2 separate regions of the Astyanax mexicanus genome follow, and region 2 is linked to region 1. Evidence: chromatin contacts called from public Hi-C data. All regions are on one chromosome and are shown on one strand. The core of a region is the stretch at or near the end of the contact, and the rest is flanking DNA. Distances in the headings are between cores, read along the strand shown.

The links. A called contact is a pair of places that touch in the nucleus more often than the background predicts.
Region 2: a contact with region 1 is called in a Hi-C map of muscle, with 18 times the contacts expected there. The contact joins the promoter of zbtb16a here to the enhancer-like site in region 1. A contact is called at or near these places in 2 of 3 Hi-C or Micro-C datasets (both in muscle).

What each region holds. Positions count from the first base shown.
Region 1 is chr17:7,376,172-7,383,690 of AstMex3_surface, forward strand. All of the region lies in intron 5 of zbtb16a (zinc finger and BTB domain containing 16a), which reads right to left. Among protein-coding and RNA genes, the nearest start is that of htr3a, 96 kb to the left of the region's middle. Within about 2 kb of position 3,795, the one cell type or tissue checked has an H3K27ac peak away from gene starts, as active enhancers do.
Region 2 is chr17:7,510,184-7,517,702 of AstMex3_surface, forward strand. zbtb16a (zinc finger and BTB domain containing 16a) reads right to left here and starts at 4,367. Exons shown (of 8, transcript XM_049466533.1): 1 at 4,258-4,367.

The sequences.
Region 1 (7,519 bases), core at 2,545-5,044:
TTCTAAAATAAACAAAATAAATATGATTTGAGAGAAGTATTGCACCCTAAACTCCATATTTTTACTAAAAAACTGTTTTAAAGCTACGAATTCTCATCAGCTTAAACAACATTTCCAGCAACAGCTGCTGTTAAACAGTATTTGCGGATGGAGGTCAGATGGAGTCAACTGATGATAATGCCTTAATATTCCTTCCATATCACTCGTGTACCTATCAGAACATGACCTCCTCCTCCTCCTCTTCTTCTCCTCTACCCTGTTAACAGAAGCTTTGCACGACTGAACCGACGCCTGACCTTTTGTTCTGTTTGAACAGATGAAGAAGAAATAAACACGGAAGCTCTGTGAGGTACTAATTACTTTCATTATGTTCCTTCATGAACCAGATCAAAAACAAATCACTGGGTGTGCTTGTTTCATTTGCTCTAACTGCTACTGTAAATTGTGAGCCGTAATGTTGTTGAACGATGGGTAACGGTATTTCAGCTTTCAGACAGCGGCGTCCTGCCCAGTCAGCTCTAAAGCAGAGTCCAGTAACCTTGCGGCTGCCTGTCTGCTCGCGCCAGGTAAGACTTCTCTCTCTTCGCCGGAGGAGTCGGATACATACAGACGGACGTGCATAAATACAAGCAGCTGCAGACAAGTCCAATCAATCAGATCTCACAACAGGTCCAATTCAGAGAGGATCTCATATTGTTTAATCACATTTATATATATAGAGGAATATAAGGAGGAAAAAAACATAAAATAAATAAATAATCTGATACCAATCATGTACTTACTATCTACTGTATTCACATATATGATATGATCAGCAGATTAAAAATAACACATAATATGGAACTTTTTTAAAAATAATTTAAGATAAGATAAAATAAGATAACCTATTATAAATCCCACAATGGTGGAACTGGTCAGGAAAATATATAAACAAATAATAATAAACTAAATATACACAAAAGACTAAAAAATAATAAACTATATATACACAAAAGACTACAGGAAATATATAAAATATATCCTTCCGAAAAACAATGTGGTGTGGTAAAAATTATCCCTGCCATTTGGGATCAGAAGGACCCAATTATTCCATAAATTAAATTTGACTAAAACTACTTTTTAAACATAAAATTGGATTAGAATTTTTATCTGGCCCATGTTTTTGTATGAACTGGCTGTGGAAACTTTTGACTGGGATTCCCCTCTTATTACTTTTAATCATTTACATTTAATGTTGTCATGTGACCACTAGATGTTAGGTGCAGTGTGTCCCTGTGAGCCCAAACAGTCAGTGTTTTAGAAAAAATAAAGCATAATCCTGTAGAGAAGCAGAAATGTAAATGTCCTCATATGAGGACGCAGGGTCTCAAGAGGATATACATCTAGTGCAGCTAAGATAAGATAAGGTCAGAGGAGATTGATTGATGATTATGGTAAGGAGTGACCAGTATTATTGCACAAAGAGTAACAGTGCATAAATAACATATAAATAGTAGATAAAAAGGTGAGAAAATATTGCAAGTTAAACATACTGCACAAATGGTGATGAAGAGATCACAGTAGACATAATGAATTGGATATTGCACACAATAAAGCATTACAGCTATACTGAGTAAGTATGCACATTTTGCATGAAGTTTTGCACGAGGTACTACTAACCTAGTAAACAATTAAAATTTATAATTTGACATTATAAAATGATTTACACCACATTTTGATGTGTGAATAAGTTACAACACATCTACTCAGAACTAAAGCTTAAAATTCACCTAACAATATATAAAAATAGTGAAAGGAAGATGCTTTAAGAAAGGACAGACTGTCTGGAAGGGTCCAGTGAGTGCACTGACGCACGGTCTGCCAGCAGGGGGAGCTATGTTAGCTTGTCTGACCTCTGTCTGCTGCGGTGATGACCACACGAGCCTGACCAAAGCAGAGAGCAGAAAAGACCTCAAATGACCAGCCTCAGTACAGACATGCACACGAGGCCTGAAAACAAATAGAGCTGCTCATTTAACACAAATCAATCTCAATTTAAAGATTCAAAATGCTGTTTTATTAATGGTGGGATAGAGGGAAAAAAGCAGACGTGCAAGAAATGAATATATTTTGCATTTAAAGAATCATTTAGATTCTTTAAATTTGTCATCTTCAAACATAATGATTACATTTCCATATTTCTCTTGACTGATTTCTCCTGACTGACTGACTGTTTATTTTATCTCGGATCTAAAATGCACTGCAGAAGCTCAACAGTCAGTATCATGTCCCATGACTTTTGTCACATCCCACGAAAGCTAATAAAAACCTTGCACACAATCACATGATGTGATGTGTGTGTATTGTCTTTTGCATTTAATGTTGATGTGCTTTAAGCCAGAGTCAATTTAGCCCGACACCACAGGTCACAACCATTACCCACCACTGAGCTGTCCACTGTGGGAGGTAATAGTAGCCTTTTATGATGGCGGTACACAGGTGACACTGGGACTGAACATCCCATTCATTCAAAATCCACTAAATCAGACCTAACTCAAACTGCCATAATTCACACAGGGCTGGGTAATGGCAAAAACTTAATATTGCAGTATATACGATCTAATCTATTTCAATATATTGCAATACTGTAAGTAACACAATATAAGAAAACTCTTATAGTATTAAAACATTTATAAAATCTTTAAAAAAAGACTTTACTTTTCATGTAATCCGAACAATGTGTTCTAAAGATACAGTACGCCATCTAGTGAGCAGCTTTAAACCACAGCACAAAATGAACCACTGTCCGTCTAACCAATCTTTACTAACCTTTAACTAATAATTAAATACCAATACTTTGTTTTTTGTAAATTGATACTATAATGCAAATATATATATATATATATATATATATATATATATATATATATATATATATATATATATATATATATATTCTTACACCCCTCACTCACAAGATAGCACCTCACAACTTATACAGATGTCAGCATTCTCAAGCTTTCCCCTGATGCAACACTTCATTATCATGCTATATACTATATATATATATACACTGTAAAATAATAAAAATGAGGGAAAAAAAACAATTTTTTGTCCATTTCTTTTAAATGTGGTGGTTCTATGGGAATGTTATGACCGTATCTCTCAACTAATTTTTAATTGGACATTATTATTCATTATAACATTTTTTAATAAATGTCTTATTTCATTATTGTTATTTACAACATTCTTAAGCATTAAGAAAATGAGTTAGTATTATTTAATAATGTGTTAATTTGTGTCAATTAATAATTACTTTTGACAATACTTAACCATTTCTCAATGTCTGTTACTGCTGTTAATACTGTGATGTGACCCTTATTGTAAAGTGTTACTGAACGATCAGGCCACATTTGCTGTTGCTATTTGCTTTTAAAGACTCTTTAAAACTGTTTTAAATGTCTTATTTTATGTGTTTACACCATGGATTTACTTCTGTATTCTATATATATAAATTTTCAATGGTAACCATACTAAAAATATCGCAGTTATTTATCATGATAATGATAACCTCATTATATCACCCAGCCCTACAAAAAAAAAAACATATCTTTTGGCACCTGTATTTTTCAGTGCAAGGAGCGAGACGTACAGCGAGGCTAGACATCAGATCATTTGTAGAGAGCTGGAGGTTTGTGTATGACTCAGTCTGGAACTGATGAGCCCTGCGCTTCTCACATTCACATGAGGAATGTACTCCAGCAGGACAGCATCATCTGTTTGTTACAGGACGCGTCTCTGCGGAGCACTGCCGAGTGAGAGTGAGGCTCAGGGCAGCTCCGGCCCAAAGTGACATTCTTTACAGAATTTAGGTGAATGTTTCTCACTGTGGGGTGGAGGGGGGAGAGACCCCTGACCGCTGAGGCTGCTGGGTAGAAGATACTGCATTCCAGACTGAAGGGAAAGGGCTTACTCTCTCTCACTCTCTCTCTCTCTCTCTCTCTTTCGCTCTCTCTCTTTTTAAAGATCACTGGCCTTTCACCCTGCCCAGAGACCTTCCTCGGGGTTAAAGTATAATCCAGGTCCGCTGACCACAAAGACTGGCCCCTGAGGGCCAAGAGCCAGCACATATTCTGAACTGCACCGTCATCCTGAGGCCTGACTGACCACACATCAAAGGCTTCCATGGCAGGGTGGCTAATGGTGGCTTTGCCTCACTTGTCAAAGATCAGCAAATTGCCAAACCAATTCTCTTTTCTCTCTTTTAGAGAAGGGGGAGGGGTAGTGGTCAGTGTATCCTAGATTGTGACCAGAAACTAAAATGTGTACAGGGTTTGGACAGGGTTTAGACAGTTGAATGGTGCATTATCTTCATAAAAACATTTATCAGTCCAAGCAAAGAACCTCAAAAGTGCTTGGCCAGTCCATATTTGGCCAAAAACCCTTTATTTGTTGTATTAAACCAATTATCTTTTTTCTCTCTTTTAGAAAAGGGGGATGGGTAGTGGTCATTGTGTAGATTTTGACCAGAAACTAAAATGGTTAAACATTGTTTGGAAAGGGTTTAGACAGTTAAATGTTGCAGTATCTTCCTAAATACACCCATCAGACCAAGCAAAGAATCTACAAAAAGTTTATTTATGCCTAACAAAAGGTTCTTTACTCTAAAATACTGCATGTAAAACAGTGGCTTCGCTCATGCATTTAATTTTATTCTTCTCTTACATGTTATTACATTATTACATACAATATTAAGAAAAATGGTTAAACAGTCATGGACAGCATTTGGACAGTTGAATGGTGCATTATTTTCATAAATACACTTATCAGGCCAAGTAAAGCATCTACAACAAGTTTCTTGGCCAGATTTTTTTTTGGACAAAAAAAACAAACAAAAAAAAAAACATTTTTATTTATATAACAGGGTTCATTCACTGTTTAAACAATACATTTATTATTTTTTCGTGGCATCTCCATGCTTTCAAGGCAAATTTTCATGACCATACACATTTTTTAAACAGTGCAGACATGGACAATAAAACCAAATATCAACTAAATCTATAATCAAAACTGATTATAGTAGGTCTAAAATGAATGACACACAATATTTAATGATAAAATGTGTATCAGATCCTGAGAGCTCCATTGTGTAGGGTTAAATTACTGAATTAACTCTGTGCTGATGTTTTTGTTAGCTCAAAATAGCCAAATTTCCATGGCTTTTCCAAAACTTTCTTGGTATTTTTTTTTTTTTTTTTTAACTTATCCACACCTTAAAAGTGCTATTTTCATTTTTTTTTTTGTTATTTACGCCTTATAAAATGTTCTTTAAACTAAAAGCTAAATTGTATTTAAAACAGTGTCTCTTTAAAGAATCCACGCTCAGAAAGGTTCTTTAGGGAAGCAAAACTGGTTCCTTCTCCAGCATCACACAAACAGATTAGAGCTCAGATTAAAACAACCACAGTTCGCCCTTCCACATTTCCATATTCATACAGTATATTGAGCCGAATTTTCCAAAGGAAGCTGCTGTTATTGCCATCTCTTTAATAAGTTAAACATTTCTTTAATAACTGCGGAGCAATAAAGCAGACGGAGGTTTTAATATGCACTAACATCATTGTTCTCTTTATTGAGCAAAAATCGGAGACATTTTACAGCCTTATAACTCGTGCTTCAGTTGCCCGTTTTAGTTCAATAGATTTTATGTTGATGCTTTTCAAACGGAACGAGCCGGCGTATTTAAGAGCAACTCGCTCTTTAAAGACGGGCAAAAGAGAGGGAGAGAGACAGAGAGAGTATGTGTGCGAAAGAGAGGAAGAGAGAGAGACAGAAAAGTTGTTTAATTGACAGTCCCTTCCCCCACTTTCCCAGGGTGAAGAAGGAGGAAAAAGGAGGGTTTTGTGCGGCTCTTCTCCAGACCCTCACTGTACAAAAGAAAGCCGATTTGCGGATGAGATGACCCCGTAACCCCTGGAGCCGCTGAAAGGTTCTCAATGGCACAAATCCCACATAATCAATCACATTCCAGGGCCAGTGGTCAGCGCTGGGCCACGCGGCCTGCCCACTGAGCCGGACTGTAAACGGACACCCACTCCTGAGTGGAGGGGCCCTTAGAATTCAACTCAACATTCCTCATTCCTCTCTTTCCTTTTCTCTAAATTGGATTGATAGCTGCGGATAGATGTATGTTACTACTCTTCTGGTTCTTGGCTTTGACTTGTGGTTTTAATTCTAATTGGTGTAGAACCTTTACATTAAGTGTGGGTTCATTAAACTTAAAATACAGATGTATTTTAAGCTTTTATTTATTTTATTGTTGTTGATTATGGCTTACAGCCAATCAAAACCCCAAAAAACAGTATTTCAGAAAATAGGATATTATATAAGACCAATTGGTTCTGTTGGCAGTGTGGGCAGTGTGCCAAGTCCTGCTGGAAAATGAAATCCGCATCACCATAAAAGTTGCCAGCAGAGGGAAGCACTTTGGACCTGTTATACAACACATTGGACCAACACCAGCAGATGACATGTCTCTCCAAAACATCACTGAGAAAATGTTGCTTTTCATTTGGAAATAAAGTCCATTTCATTTTCCAGCAGGACTTGGCACACTGCCCACACTGTCAAAAGTACCAATTGGTCTTATATAATATTCTAATTTTCTGAGACACTGATTTTTGGGTTTTCATTGGCTGTAAGCCATAATCATTAACAATAAAATAAATAACTTTTCAATGATATTCGAATTTTTTGTGATACTCCTGTAACTACGCATTTTAAAAGAACCAATCAATTGTTCATGTTTTGCCGCCTTAAGGTTTTAACCCAGAAGTATGGCTATAAACATTGCCAAACATTGTGATGCAAGACAATTTAATTTATTTCATTAGTTTATGTGAGTTGAGTGTAAATATATGAACTTGGAAACATGGTGTTAATCAGCTCTCAGTGCAGTAACTTTATGTATTCAACAGAAAATACATCATCAGTTAAACACAGTAGAATAAAAAAAAAAACATCGTCAGTAAGTTTTAGTTTCAAGTTTCAAGTGGTGGATACAAATAAAGCTAAATATTGGTGCTAATTCCTACACAAACACACATAACTCCCTCAGAGTCATGCTCTCCAAACACGGCCAATTTTACTTGAACACAGACCAAGTGTCTTAGAAGCTCAGAGCACAGTGGGAAAGATTAACTCTCGCAGCCTCTCTCAGCTTTTATGAGCGCTGGGCAATCAATAGATGGGGATTTTTTAGCGATAGCTTATCTAAGCAGGCATTTCATTTCTTCTGCTTTGTGCAAGTGGTGAGTGACTGACCAGGTGTCATCTATCAAAAACAATCCTGGTCCTTGGAAACCTGCTATTAACTGATAAGGGCGAGCCTCCATGGCGTAATGGCTCCCATCTGAGTTGCCAACCCAACTCCAGCCATCAGAGAAAGAGAGAGAGAGAGAAAAAGAATGAAAGTCAGATTTGTTCTTGTGGAGTTTCTTCTTTGACGAGGTGAGTGAGCATTATTAACACATCCCCTATG
Region 2 (7,519 bases), core at 3,117-5,616, 130 kb after region 1:
TGAATTATAGAGGCGCTAACTCCATTTCTCAAAAATAATACTAAACATTATTATTATTTTTTTATTCACCCAAAGGAGACTGCTTTGAAAATGTGAAAAATAAACAATTAGTAAAAAGAAAATCAGGATTTTAGTATGTATTTTAGATGTATGTCTGTGGATGAAGGTGGGAGAGAGGTCTGAGTGGCTGTGATTAAGACTTTTGGTGATGATGATGATCTGAGCGAGCTCATCAAGCTGCAATAAATATATGCTAATTCATACGTATGAAGCAAAACTCTCCTTTTTTAAATATGTTAAGTCATATGAGCAGCTTAACACCACTGACACCTCCTCTCTCCACAGCACTTCATGCACTTTATACAAATAATGAGATGTGCAGAGAAGAGCTGGTCAATGTGGCTATTATTATATGATATAAAATGCATGATAAAAAAAAACTATATAACAGATTATATAAATGTGTTAAAATATCAGTATTTATATGTAATGCTAAAAACTAGAGCTGAGCAACAGGATACTTTTTTCAGTTTTGTTTAAGTACATAAAGCATATTAACAGTGCTTTACGTACATTGAATAAACTCTACATTCCATGTGTAAAAAAATCCTGTTTAATTGGATGATGTAAAGAAAAAAATAATGTAAAAAACTGTCACTGTACTGTTAAAGAAAACTTAAATACTTTTGAAATTTTGAAATAAATTTGCCATTGCTTATGTATTTTGTATGGGAGTCAAAATACTCTGATAAATATTTATGAATAAATAAAAATGCCTTAATATATCATGATATAATTTTGTATGATATCGCTCAGCTCTACCAAAAACACAACATACTGTATATATTTAAATAGCACATACTGTCTATCAGTGGATCTATATATAACACTTAGTTGCACTCATTTTGGTATTCCAGTCTCCACAAACTGCACTGAATTATGTTGTTTAAGATGCTGGTGAAATAATGTAGACATGCTGCTCCTTTAATTATGAACTTTCTACAACATAAATTTCCACACAAACAACCGATATACATATATTTTTTTAATTAAATAAAATTTTGGAATTAAATCATACACTGTAGACATACTACAAGTTGTGTAGCAATATTACGATAGTCATTTTGAATATTTTATACAAGTCTATAAAAATATTGATATTTCTATATATCACATATTGCCCAGCCCTAATGCAGAATGCTTTATTGTGTTCTGTAGTAATACTCTTAATAGTAGATCTATGTAACTTACATAGTCTAAAAGATTTCTATCTTCTTATACATGAGTATGTATTAATATAAGCAATAATACAGGCAATGCAAGTTTCTCAACACCACCATATATTGCATATAAAAATGTTGAGATATATATATGAATGTGTATTAATAAAGGCAAAACAAGCAATGCAAGTTTCTCCATATACAGGTGGCTCATCATCACCAGCTCAGTCACTTTTCCTGAGAATTAAAGCAGGAAGGGAAGCGCGTGGCATACAAATGAATGTGCACCCCCCCTTCCTGATCGCGTCCAAGCAAGAAGACAGTCTCAACCTCAAATTTCAACAGGCACTCATTCACTGAAACCTAGCGTCTCCAAAACACAGTCCACGTCTGGGCGCACAGGGACAGTCTCACTCTTACGTTTACGCATGCCTGTGTCTGTCTGTCTGTCTCTTTATCTGTCTCTGTCTCTCTCTGTACTGTTTCTACACGCCGTGTGTCTGTCTGCAAAAGCTGGGAGCGCTCAGAGGCTGGGAGCACACATGGGAACCGTGCGTAACGAGCTCGCCCGTGCGTAACGCGCTCCAAAACGCCTGGGTCCCGATTGTAATTCAACAGAGAGAAGCCTTTATGTGAAGCACGGAATGTCTGTCTGTATGTGTGTCTGTCTGCGGGGCTGCTGAGACGCTGATGTTCCTGGGTAGGACGTGAACGGCAGCAACAGGGCGGCGAGACTGAGAGACAGCCTCGTCTCGCCAGTGCAGCGCGCGGGACACTGCTCGCCGTGCGCTCTCTGCTGCTGCACCCATAGTGAACAGCCAAAAGTTACAACTATATCTATATAGATAGATATATCTATCTATATAGATAGATATATATACACACTATGTACATCTACAGTGAGCGAGCACGCGCGTGCGCGGGGTGTGCATGCATGCTGTTAAATTAGGTAACGCACCGAAGGCGCAGCCTGATCAATAGCTGCGTAAAGTGCATCCACCAGCGCTACGCAGAAATTACGCAGCGTTTTAAACGGTATGCATGCAAACGGTAAGCAAAGCATGATGAAGTCTACAGTACCCGAGTACACAGCACCACGCTGTTGCACGCCTGCCTCTAACCTCAACACTAATCTGACGTGCTATCGATTATATTGACTGTCCCTATCAATTGATTAGCCACCAGAGCGTCATTAACGTGACTTTCAACTTACAGCAACTACAGATAGACAGAGTGAGACAGACACAGACAGAGGGATAGAGACAGACTTAATGAGAAAGACATACATGCTCATTTAAAGACAGAGAGAGAGAGACAGAGAGAAAGAAGAAGGGGTAAGGAGAAAAAAGAGAGATGCAGACAGAGAGTAAGAGGCAGTTTTTATTGTTGTAATGCTTAATAAAGCTTCTTTGCCTCTTGAATATTAAGAGGGACAGAAACATCTCTTACAGAGTGAAATACATTCAGAGAGACAGACAGGCTCAGTTTAGAGAGAAACACAGACAAATATGTTCAGAGAGGGAATGAGACAGAAAGAGAGAAACAGACATATAAAGAGAAAAGGAGAGTGAGAGACAGGCAGACAGGTAGAGAAAGAGAGACAGAGGCAGAAAGAGAAAAAGAGAAACAGTATGACAGAGAGAAATACAGATTGACCGGCTCTGTTCTAAATATGTAGAGAGGGACAGAGACTGAGAGAAAGGCAGACAGACAGAGACAAAAAGAGAGGGACACAGAGACTTACAGAGAGAAATATAAACATTGAAATATATATAGTAAATGAGACAGGGAAATGGAGATAGAAAGTGAGACAGGCAGCAAGACAGACATAGAGATAGAGACACACAGACACAGAGAGAGACCGACAGACAGTTGGTGATTAAGAGAGACAGATACACAGAGAGAGAAAGTGGACAGTAACAGACAGACAGAGACAGAAAGAGAGGGACACGGAGACTTACAGAGAGAAAGACAGACATATGAATACATAGAAGGAGACAGGCAGGCAGGTAAAGAGAGGGATAGACAGAGACAGATATAGACAGACAGTGAGAGATAGAGACAGAAAGAGAGATATAAAGATACTTACAGAGAGAACTACAGACATAGAAATAGAGATAGTGAATAAGACAGGCAAGTAGAGAGAGAAAGACGGAGAGGAAGACAGACAGTGAGAGACAGACAGAAAGAGAGGGACAGAGAGACTTACAGAGAGAAAGACAGACATAGAAATAGAGAGGGAGAGAGACAGGCGAGAAGGTAGGGAGAGGAATAGAAATGGAGATAGAGAGTGAGACAGGCAGAAAGGCAGACAGAGAGAAGCAGACAGATAGACACACACAGACACACTTATAAAGAGAGAGACACAAAGACAGACAGTAAGTGAGAGAGACAGACAGACAGGCACACTTACAGTCAGACAGAGTGGTTTTGCTGGTGCTAGTAGTAGTGGTGGTGCAACAGTTTGGACAGAGCGTGCGCGCTCGTGCATGTGTGTGTGACAGAGAGAGACAGACAGTGAGTTTAGGCAGGGAGCTCGTGCAGGCTGGAGGCTGGATGGAGGCTCGTCCCCCTCGCTCGAGCCGCCCGCTTACGTCAACACAACATCCCTGCATGTGGCCCGGTACAATCAACCCGGAGCCCCGGAGCTCCAGCAGGTGCTCATATATACAACACACACACACACACACACACACACACACACACACACACACACACACACACACACACACACACACTCTCTCTCTCTCTCTCTCTCTCTCTCTCTCTCGCTTACCTTTCCTCCTCTCCTCCTCTAAACAGAGCGGAGCACGCGGCTCCTTTCATCCCCCCGAGACGCGCGAGCTCCGGCGTGCTTTAAACCAGCGCGTGCTCCACAAACAAACACAGTAACAAACAGTAGCAGAAAAGTATCCAGCAGCACTCTCTCTCTCCCTCTGCACGCGCGCGCGCTCGCGAGTGTGCGTGTTTGTGTGTGCATGTGTTTGTATGTATGCATGTGCATGTTTGTGTTTGTTTCCGCGCCGCGTGCACTCACCTGACTCTCCGCGCGGGCTCTGTCCGCTCTCTGCTAGTGCGCGCTGACCGGCTCTAGATCATAGTGAGGCAGGTCGCGCGCCGCGCTCTCGCGCTCTAACTCCGCTCCGCCGCCGCCTCAGCAAATCAACGCCGCGGTGACGTCAGCGTGCGCGCGCGCGAGCGAGCGAGCGAGCTCCGAGTCCCGGCCAGCCGCGAGACGCTGCGAGAGCGCGACACCTAGAGGGGCTTCTGCGCAACAGAGTCAATCTTTGCTGTCAGTCAAACCTTGCATAGCAAAGAACATTGATTAAACGTTCATACTTTTTTTGCTTGCATTGCATTACATCTTTCGGTGTTGATGATCTGTAAAAAAACAACAACATTAAACAACCTTTATTAAACATCTCTTCTTTTGCAAATGGTGCATTCTGACAAATTGAATAAAACGTTTATCTTTTTAAAATGGTGATTGAAAAACAACATTTAAACAACATTTATTATACATCCCCTCATATGCAAATGGTGCTTTCTGACATATTTGATAAACATTTATTTTTTGGTTGCATTACATGTTTGAATGTTGATGATTGAAAAACAAAATTTAAAACTATCATTAAACATCCCCTCATATGCAAATGGTGCATCATTACACATTGAATAATCGTTTATCTTTTTAAATGTTGATTGAAAAACAGCATTTAAGCAATCTTTATTATATAATAATATAATTAATATATAATATAATTAAGTAAATAGGAGCTTTTATTATTATAATTATTACAGAATGTTTAAAAGGGGTGTCCACTGTATGTCTCCTACTACTAATAATACTACAGCATGTGAGTAATAATTCTAGAGCTGCTACTAATAAAAATAGATGAATGAATAAATAAAAATGTAGTAGTAGTAACATGAATCAGCATAATAATTATCAAATCATAAAGATATGTTCAGATTTTAGATTTTTCCTGGTCAGGGTCACAGCAGGACCAGACTCATTGGTCACAAGAATAATAATCATAATAATATATAACAATAATTAAATAAAAAGTCACCTGTTCATCTTTTTGGGGGGCGGGGGGGGGGGGGGGGGTGGCAAACGTAACCAGTATCTTTGGACAAAGGTCCATACTACTACTACTACTACTACTACTACTACTACTACTACTAATAATAATAATAATAATATACTCTTAATTTAGGAAAAATAAATAAATTACTAAATATCTAACTAAGTAACTAAGTAAATAAATAAATAAATGAATTAGTTTGTGGTGGGTCCTAAATAAAGTTCCATTATAAAAAATAAAGAAATAATAATAATAATAATAATATTAATAATAATATTTTTTTTCCTGAGCTCATGATGAGCTGCAAATCATCTTCAGAGCTTTCTGAGGAGAAATTAAGCTCCACCCACTTATCTGACCACAGTGAGAGGAGTTTAATGTACATGTTGAAGACACCACAGGCTTTATGAAGCATCACAGTCTCCTCTATCTTTCCCACCTGTTTCATATCAGAGCTCTGAGACTCTTCCAGCTGTGCTCAGTGCTGCTGAAACTCAGAGCGGAGGGTCAGCTACAGTGGAGGGTCTCTCAGGCCCCGGTACAGTTCATGTCTGCAGGACAGGAGATCACACAGTGCACCGTCACCTCTGAGCTGCATGCTCCGCTGGCTTACAGAGGGATAAAGAAAAAGGCACTGCCATAATCTCCACTTAATCCCCATTTTAGCAGGGAAGAGCAAGATGAGAGAGAAATTATTATAGTCTACTATTATCATCAGACGTACGAGGCAGGAGCAAGCAGAGGAATTTCATCCAGGCAGATGCAGCACTCCACCAGCTCCTGCTCTACAGTGCACAACAGTTCAAGCACACGTATATATTATATACATATATTAACTGCAGTTATTGTGCATTATTCATTATTCTCATAAAAGAAAGAGTCATAAAACTCTTTTATTTCTGTGTCTTTACCAGACAATTTAACTCCATGCATTTTTAAATAAAGCATTTTGGAAACAATTCAGGTGGATGGTTTAGTTTAAAAGTTAAAAAAAGAGCATTGCACGAAAAGAACACATTGCCAACTGTGATCATACATGCTTGTGTCACAGCCAGTGGCACTGAGAATATTTGACTGGTAGAGGGAAGCATAGATACAATAAATAAGCATTGTCTGTGTATGTTTACACTATTGATATCACATACAAAAATTGGTTAAAAAGGTTAAAATGCTCCTAAAAATGTTACTTACCTGTATTTATAGGAGATGGAAAAATATTAATAAGTGTTGTGTGGGATCAAGGGATCATGCGTGGCAAACAGACCTTTTTTACTTTTTTATTACATTATCTCAGAGCATTTTGATGATTTTTATATTTGAAACTTTTAATCTGCTAAATCACTGAGGAAAAAAATGTGTGTAAACGGCCAGCAGCTGTGTGTGTATGTGTGTGTGTGTGTTTGTACTTGTGTGTGTAAGAAAGATAGAGAGAGACAATATTTAATCCATATTTCACTATAAATAACATGTAATCTACTTTCTTTTTACTAGTGATAATTTTTACTAGATAATTTACTAGTGAAAATTTCCAGATTGATACTAAAGCTCTAGACAACTCTGCATTTAATTGCAGAGAACAGGAAATGTCTGAAATAACAAAAAATATGGATGCAGATCTTTCAGACCTCAAATAATGCAAAGAAAACAAGTTCATACTCATAAAGTTTTAAGAGTTCAGAAATCAATATTTGGTGGAATAACCCTGTTTTTTAATCACAGTTTTCATGCATCTTGGCATCATGTTCTCCTCCACCAGACTTACACACTGCTTTTGGATAACTTTATGCCACCCCTGGTGCATCATCCATCTTTTTCTTGATTATATTCCAGAGGTTTTCAATTAGGTAAAATCAAAGAAACTCATCATTTTTAAGTGGTCTCTTATGTTTTTCCAGAGCTGTATATACAAATTTCTTTTTTCTATTTTTAAAGCTTTTTGTTGCCCTGTCCCTCTACACTGTAAAACCATTTTTACATGATTTAAGTTTGTTTCAAATAAAATTGGATATTTCTAATCAACACACTAGTATTTCGAGTTAGTTGAACATTTGTGGGCACATATACTGTACTATTCAAACTGAGATCTTTGAGCTGAACCAACTTATAATAACTGAGTTTAGTCTGTTGCCAGTAACAGCTTCTTTTTCATCGGCTTCTGTCACAGTCCATGTGTAGTGATTCTCCCTGGGCTACCTTAGAAATAAAGCAAGT